2 separate regions of the Mus musculus genome follow, and region 2 is linked to region 1. Evidence: chromatin contacts called from public Hi-C data. All regions are on one chromosome and are shown on one strand. The core of a region is the stretch at or near the end of the contact, and the rest is flanking DNA. Distances in the headings are between cores, read along the strand shown.

Region 1 (3,757 bases), core at 653-3,152:
GGACCATATCCAGTACCTTAATTTTCATTAGCTATTAGCTATTGTTACAGTATCTGTCTATGTGGGTCAGAGGGCCACATGGGTCAATGGGCAGTGGGCACATGTGTTGACCCAGACAAGCACAAGTCCACATGTCCTGATCTGATTCAGGGAGCATTTGTTGAACACCAGCTGTGTGTTCAGTCCTGTGAGGCAGAGAGACACAGAGAGAAACCGAGCTCATAGGCTTCCAGGAAAATAACCAGGAAGTGAGAAAACCAAGAAATAGACCAAGAGGAAAATGTAGTCTTGGTGATTGAACAAAAATGTCCGGAGGGAGGGGGAGGAGAAATAGGGAGACAGGGAAGGGAGGGAGGAGATGAAAAAGAAGAGAGGAAGAAAGAAGGCAGAAAAGAGAAGAGGAAGGGAAAGGGGCAGGAAAGGGAGGGTAGAAGCAAAGCAAGATGGAAGGAAAATAGAAAAGATGAAAATAAAAAATGAATTAAGTTATTCTCAGGAATCAAAATCAAACAAAGATGCTGCCACAAAGATGCTGGTGTAATGATGGGTGCAAGATCAGCCTCCAACTGGACTGCAATGAGTGAAAGCAAAGTGTGAGAGAGAAAACAATAGACAAATGTAGAAGAGGAAGACAGGAGGAAGAGAAGGAGGATGGGCAGAAAGGAAGGAGGAAGAAGGGAAGGACAGTGGTGCTCAGCTACCGATGGACTCTTGCTTGAATAGGCTTCTCTGGTTTAGGTTTAGAAGGATCTCTGACACAGCCCTAAGCATCACACGAGTGGGTAAAGGACTTTCTCTGCTTTAGCATTCCCTGCAGAGGAGGGGTTCATACCTAGGGGAGAGGCAGGGCCCACAGTTCCACAAATTCCAATAGTAGAAGCATAGTAGGCTCTACCCTTCTATCTGTTCATTTGTAATATACCTTCTATATTGCTCAACCTCATTTTTCTCATATGTAGAGTATATATACTTATTTAGGAACTTCTACTAGGTATGCTCAGCCTATGGCTTATGGGCCACATCTGTCCCAGGAAGGATATAAGTTCTTCCTGACTCATTTATAGATGATTGTGTTGTACCATAATCTCAGAGGGTTGGATATCCCTACTCAGAACTCAAATCTCCAGCATTCTGTTCTTAAAAATGTGTCTGGAGAAAGCTGATGCCGTCACATGAACGCTCATCCCCTAGCCAAGAAGACGCAGTCCAGTTATCTCCTGCCCATTTCTCATCTAAAGAACTGTTGAGGAAGGGCTTCCCAGATGGCTAGACTGGCACTCAGTGAACAGAGAAGTCAGTTCCTTGTTTACCATGTCAGAGTAGCATCCTCACTTTCTCCAGCATCTCCCCAGGCCAACAGTAGGCACTTCGTAGACATTTTGAAGTCATAATTAAGATAAGACTTCTAGTGTGGGAGGTGGAAGTTAGGATTGGATAAGGACCATAGCAGAAGTTCAGGGCTATAGCAAAGTAGGGATGTTGGACCAAGAATCTGAGAGGGTCAACTTGCTAAACTAGTTTCCTATGGGATTCCAATGGGATAGCTGCTATGGTCTTCTGCCACACACTAATATCTTTTGAACATCTGCTTTATCAATTTTGCCATTGCTTGAGGTTCAGTTGCCATTTTCTTGGTTCCCTCAGTCTCTAGTACTTGAGAACCAGAGAGTAAATTAGTTCCAAAGCAGGCCTCTATCCTCACTTATTTGGGTATCATGTCCTAAATTTACAGTTCCCAGCATGGCCCTCTCCTCACTTTTGGATAAGGAAACCCATTTACCTTGGAGCAAGTGTGCTTTGTCCAGACTGAGATTGCTGCTTCCCAAATGAAAGTGTGATAGAGACCCACCCAACAGTGCATACCCTGCATTCATGCCTCATTGCTCACAAGGTAGTCACACAGAGGCTGGCCCAGGGGCTTAGCAATGCTAATAGGAAGATGAATTACCAGTCCTCGGTCTAGTCAGCCTTGTTGTGTTTTATTAGAAGAAATGTACTTCTCCCTACTTCCCCTCCTGTATGTTTTTAAGTTCCTTCTCTATTTCCTTTGCTCTTAGCCCTGTTCCCTGTGGTCTGCCTCTTATTTTTCAGAATGTGGTGTAATGCCTGGCATGGGCAGATTTTCAATCAATGTTCAAATGGTCACTTAACAATGATATATAAATGACCCCAGCAAGGGCAGAACAGCACCCTGGTGAACTGAGCCACTGGCTGGAGTCTAGGATACTCCATTGGCCTGGTGAAAAAGCCACGGGACTAGCTTTGCTTATTTGTGTCCCTAAAGCTACACTTGAATCCAAGCTGAAGCTTGTGGACAGTTACATCCAGTACATCCCTGCCTGGAAGAAACTTCCCAGAAGTATGTGGGCAGTCAGATATCTGATCACCTAGCCACTTCCAGTGGAAGATGAGATCCCAGAAACCCTCCTTTCCTATGACTTTAGAGGTTCTACAGAAACCACACTACTTCCCAAGGGGATTGCTGACCTAGAGGTAGAATCACCATAGAAACTAACATGCTGGCTTTTCTTTGAAATGACCTTTCTTCCTGAGGGTCTTGGGGAAATCTCATGGAAGACTGTTTCTCAGTCAAAGCCTTGATATTTGAAAGGATTCTGTTTAGAAGTTAGCATCTATGAGTTTGTTTATATACTGGATTACATTGATGGATTTCCGTATATTGAACCATCCCTGCATCCCTGGGATGAAACCTACTTGGTCAGGATGGATGATTGTTTTGATGTGTTCTTGGATTCGGTTAGCAAGAACTTTATTGAGGATTTTTGCATCGATATTCATAAGGGAAATTGGTCTGAAGTTCTCTATCTTTGTTGGGTCTTTTTGTGGTTTAGGTATCAGAGTAATAGTGGCTTTATAAAATGAGTTGGGTAGAGTACCTTCTACTTCTATCTTGTGGAATAGTTTGTGAAGAACTGGAATTAGATCTTCTTTGAAGGTCTGATAGAACTCTGCACTAAACCCGTCTGGTCCTGGGCTTTTTTTTGGCTGGGAGACTATTAATAACCGCTTCTATTTCCTTAGGGGATATGGGACTGTTTAGATGGTCAACTTGATCCTGATTCAACTTTGGTACCTGGTATCTGTCCAGAAATTTGTCCATTTCGTCCAGGTTTTCCAGTTTTGTTGAGTACAGCCTTTTGTAGAAGGATCTGATGGTGTTTTGGATTTCCTCAGGATCTATTGTTATGCCTCCCTTTTCATCTCTGATTTTGTTAATTAGGATGCTTTCCCTGTGCCCTCTAGTGAGTCTGGCTAAGGGTTTATCTATCTTGTTGATTTTCTCAAATAACCAGCTCCTTGATTGGTTGATTCTTTGAACAGTTCTTCTTGTTTCCACTTGGTTGATTTCACCCCTGAGTTTGATTATTTCCTGCCTTCTACTCCTCTTAGGTGAATTTGCTTCCTTTTCTTCTAGACATTTTAGGTGTGTTGTCAAGCTGCTAATGTGTGCTCTCTCTAGTTTCTTTTTGGAGGCACTCAGAGCTATGAGTTTCCCTCTTAGGAATGCTTTCATTGTGTCCCATAAGTTTGGGTATGTTGTGGCTTCATTTTCATTAAACTCCAAAAAGTCTTTAATTTCTTTCTTTATTCCTTCCTTGACCAAGGTATCATTGAGAAGAGTGTTGTTCAGTTTCCACTTGAATGTTGGCTTTCTATTATTTATTTTGTTATTGAAGATCAGCCTTAGACCATGGTGGTCTGATAGGATGCATGGGACAATTTCAATATTTTTGTA
Region 2 (3,757 bases), core at 689-3,188, 630 kb after region 1:
GCTATGGTTGTCTGCACCTCAAGTACACTGCCTGAAAGACCCACCGGGGTTGGGAGGGGTGGTTAACAGAGCAGAGCTAGCCAATGAGAAACAAGGTTTACTTTAAAAAAAAATCTAAGAGGTTAAGAAAGTAGAGAGCTGAAAGTGGGGTAGAGGGCAAGAGAAAGACATCCTTAAAACAGAACTTCCAGAAATGGGATAAAGATGAGAGAACTGAGTGATAGCCTGGAAATTTGCTAATAATAAGAAGCCTGTTTCCCTGGAGGGAGCCCATCCCAGCAGGGTGCTCTGGACCACTATTGAAATACTGTTTCCTAGAGGGCCAGTTCATCCCTCAGCTCATTTCAATGACAATGCGCATTGCTGGCTGAGTGCTAGAAGACATGAAGGGCATCTTTTATTTTCCTAAGAGGAAATTGAACCTGTGCTTTGTGAGGCCTTAGCATATGCCTGTGCATGAAAATATGAGCCCATGTCTTTTGAAGAGAAACAGAAATATGCTGCCCTTGTGACAGAGAAGCGTCCAAGAACAAAGACATATACTCCTGCATGCAATCTCTACCCTAAGGATTCTTTGTTGTGATACATTTTATGACCAACTTTAAAGACATTGACCTGTTGCTCTCGTTCTGGTTTTTATTGGCTGCATCCTACTTACATAAGAAAAAGTCCCTTGGGGGGAAAAATCAGGATTTTCCTTTAAAACAAATACTGTGCACAACACCCCAGATTCCTACCAGTCTCTGCTGTGTTTGCTTTCATTGCTCTGAGTGTGTAAAAATAAAAAGAACAAGAAAATGGCATCGCTAAAGGAAGCTAGGAGTGATGTGTGAGGGTCCCACCCACATGTTGCCCCATGAGTGGAATTAGAGAGCTGATCCACAAAGACACTTGAAGTCGCCTCACCAGATGCCCTCCACTTGACTGGAAGCTGGGTGACTCTATAAAGTTACTTTCCCAGTGAACGGAATTTCTAATTAACACTGAAAATGCATGGTAGCTAAGTTTGTGGTGAAGACAGGCCATCTCCTCATTCTTCTTAGCTGGAGCCAAATTAAACTGTGAAAGGGGGACAGGATAATTGCTCACGGTGGGGCATGGTGTTTTCTCCTGCACAAACATATAATTAGGCTGTCTTAACCTCTTGGTTCAGCAATAAACACCACTTCAGAGACTAATTTACAGGCAAGAATCACAGAAGGCTGTGGAATAAAACACTCAGGGCTCCAGGCCTCCGCTCAGCTCAAGGAGAGCAGCTTCACTATTTCAAGTCAGCAAAAAAACCCTTCCACACTTACCACAAACTAAAACGAGATTGAAATAAGGGCTGTGCATTCAAAACATTGAACACACCAGCTAATAAAAAATACATTTGTGACTGGTCATAAAAGCAGAGAATGTAATTGGCTATGCCCTAGAAATATCTTTCACTTACAGTATTTGGGAAGACAGAGGCCTCCTTAATATTGACTTTGCTAACACGTCTACATTTTTCTGTCCACCATAATTATGCATCAGTCAGTGACACCTCGCCCTGTAGCTGCCAACAGTCACTGACTAGGGTGCTGGGAGGTGAGTTGGCTTCCTGGCAAGGACTGCTGGTGTGGGGCAAAAGGGAGGGGCCCACAGTCTTCCTGGTCCTGAAGGCCGAGGTAAGGAGCTTCTGAAGGGACATTGAGCTGTTCCTCCACTGTCTACTTGTTCCCAAAGTCCTCTTTAGACGTGAAACACAACACAGACCTTGCAAGGGAGGTCATAGAGAGTAGATCCACCTCTCTGTGGGAATTGTGTTTTCTTCAGACCAAAGCAGAGCTAGAGATGGAAAAGCTGTGTTGTGACAACGGTTGGATTTCAGCAACAGTGACAGGAGAGTGTGGGCTGTGGGCATGTTGGACATGATTCATGTGCTGTGAGAACTGGAGAAGGAATGGTCGGCAGAGACACACGAGGGAAACTCAGAGACACATCAGCGGGGTAAAAAGCCAAACATTCGAGCATACCATCTTATCCATATCCAAATCTGAGTTACTTGTAGATTATTTTCTTCTAGGTCCCCTCTCACGGTATAAAGACATAAAATAACTGACTGAGTCACACTTCCTCCCTCTTTCCGCAAGTAGTCCTCTGTTCAGGGTAAGTTTGTGTTGCTAAGTCTTTGGGACCTAGAGGTGCCTATTGTTAAGTAGTCTATCTAATCTTTATGGGATGAGTGGGTGAAAGAAAGAACAAATGAATGACCACCTTCCAACTGTAGTACCAACCCATGACCTAACCTTATATTTTCAAGATGAATGTAATGGTACCAGTGACCTTCTCAGGAAGTAAAGGAACTTTTATTGCTAGCCTGATGACTTGAATTTAATAACAGAACCAGAACCTATAGGGGAAAGAAAGAGTCAGCCACTATGAGCTGTCCTCTGACCTTTCACATGTGGGTGCACACACAGGAACACACACACACAGGAGTACACACACACACACACACACACACACACACACACTAACAATAAATAGTTTTTAAAAGATTAATGCAACCAAAAAAAATTCCACTTGGAAGTGATTTTATAAAGAAAAAATGATGCCAGGCAGTGATGGTATATACCTTTAATGCCAGCACTCAGGAGGTGGAGGCAAGCAGAGCTCTGTGAGTTCAGGGCCAAACTTGTCTATAGAGCAAGTTCCAGAACAGTCAGGGAGAAACTGTGTCAGAAAGAAAGAAAGAAAGAAAGAAAGAAAGAAAGAAAGAAAGAAAGAAAGAAAGAAAGAAAGAAAGAAAGAAAAGAAAGAAAAAAGAAAGAAAGAGAGAAGAGAAAAGAAAATGTCCTTAAGCAAATATTGCCTAAACAAATGTTACTATATTTTAAAATAGTATTGATTAAGAAAAACAATAAGCTATATTTACTTTGAGAATAGTGATTTATCTCTCAAGCACCAATTTTTACAAAATAAACTGGGCAATCTTCAACTATAGACAGTAGCCTTTCATTTTCTTATAACATTAAACTGAGCTTGCTATGCCAATAAGGGTGTTTATTTTTGTATCTTCAATTTTAGAGAGGAACAGTGACTCAGCACTTGAATGGCAAGAGGAAAGGGAAAAAAAGTAAATGATGTCAAATATCGAATTACTTCGACTGCCCCCTGCTCGTGTTATTAGAAGAGGTTTTAAAAGCTGAGATCTTCTTTCAAAATCTCAGCGGTGACTTTATAAATACGTGGTCATGCACGTGACTACAAAACTCCAGTTGTGATCCTCAAGAGAAGTATAGCTGTGACTGAGATCTTATAATTTTTCAGATCCTGCCCGCAGTGCAGGAAATGCTGCTTAAACGCTGTGCTTGACTTCCTTACAGCGCTTCAGGGCCTGTTTAAGACTTAGGACTCTTCGTCTTTCAAACCAATTTTAAGTGACTGAACAGTAGTGACAGGATATGGTACTGAAACTGGAGGTTTTAATAAGAACATAATTCCATAATAATGAGATATCTGTGCTTTCAACATTATTACTGTTCCCTTTATTTATATTTTTAGTTAAATCTTACTTTAAATACTGGCAATACTGCAACCAATGAAGTTCATTCAAGGAGTAATTATTGCTATTGAAAAACAGTGAAATTGTGATGCTCATGTTCCATTTTCAAAAGGATGTATACATATATTATTAATTTAGATTTTGGGAGTTGTTTGGTTTTTTTTTTGGGGGGGTTGTTTGTTTGTTTTTTGTTTTTTGGGTTTTTTGTTTTTTGTTTTTTGGGGG

Evidence for each region. A called contact is a pair of places that touch in the nucleus more often than the background predicts.
Region 2: a Hi-C map of embryonic fibroblasts shows a contact between it and region 1, with 4 times the contacts expected there. The contact joins two enhancer-like sites. A contact is called at or near these places in 1 of 15 datasets of contacts at CTCF or cohesin (the NIH/3T3 cell line), 20 of 484 Hi-C or Micro-C datasets (the STO cell line, cardiomyocytes, cerebellum and 11 more) and 1 of 9 other capture datasets (embryonic tail).

Annotation. Positions count from the first base shown.
Region 1 is chr9:87,433,144-87,436,900 of GRCm38.p6, forward strand. No RefSeq gene overlaps it. Among named protein-coding and RNA genes, the nearest start is that of Cep162, 180 kb to the left of the region's middle. Within about 2 kb of position 1,903, at least 2 of the 459 cell types and tissues checked have an H3K27ac peak or open chromatin away from gene starts, as enhancers often do. A contact at or near this core is called in embryonic fibroblasts, where this site is marked.
Region 2 is chr9:88,064,138-88,067,894 of GRCm38.p6, forward strand. No RefSeq gene overlaps it. Among named protein-coding and RNA genes, the nearest start is that of Gm23176, 44 kb to the left of the region's middle. Within about 2 kb of position 1,939, at least 20 of the 459 cell types and tissues checked have an H3K27ac peak or open chromatin away from gene starts, as enhancers often do. A contact at or near this core is called in embryonic fibroblasts, where this site is marked.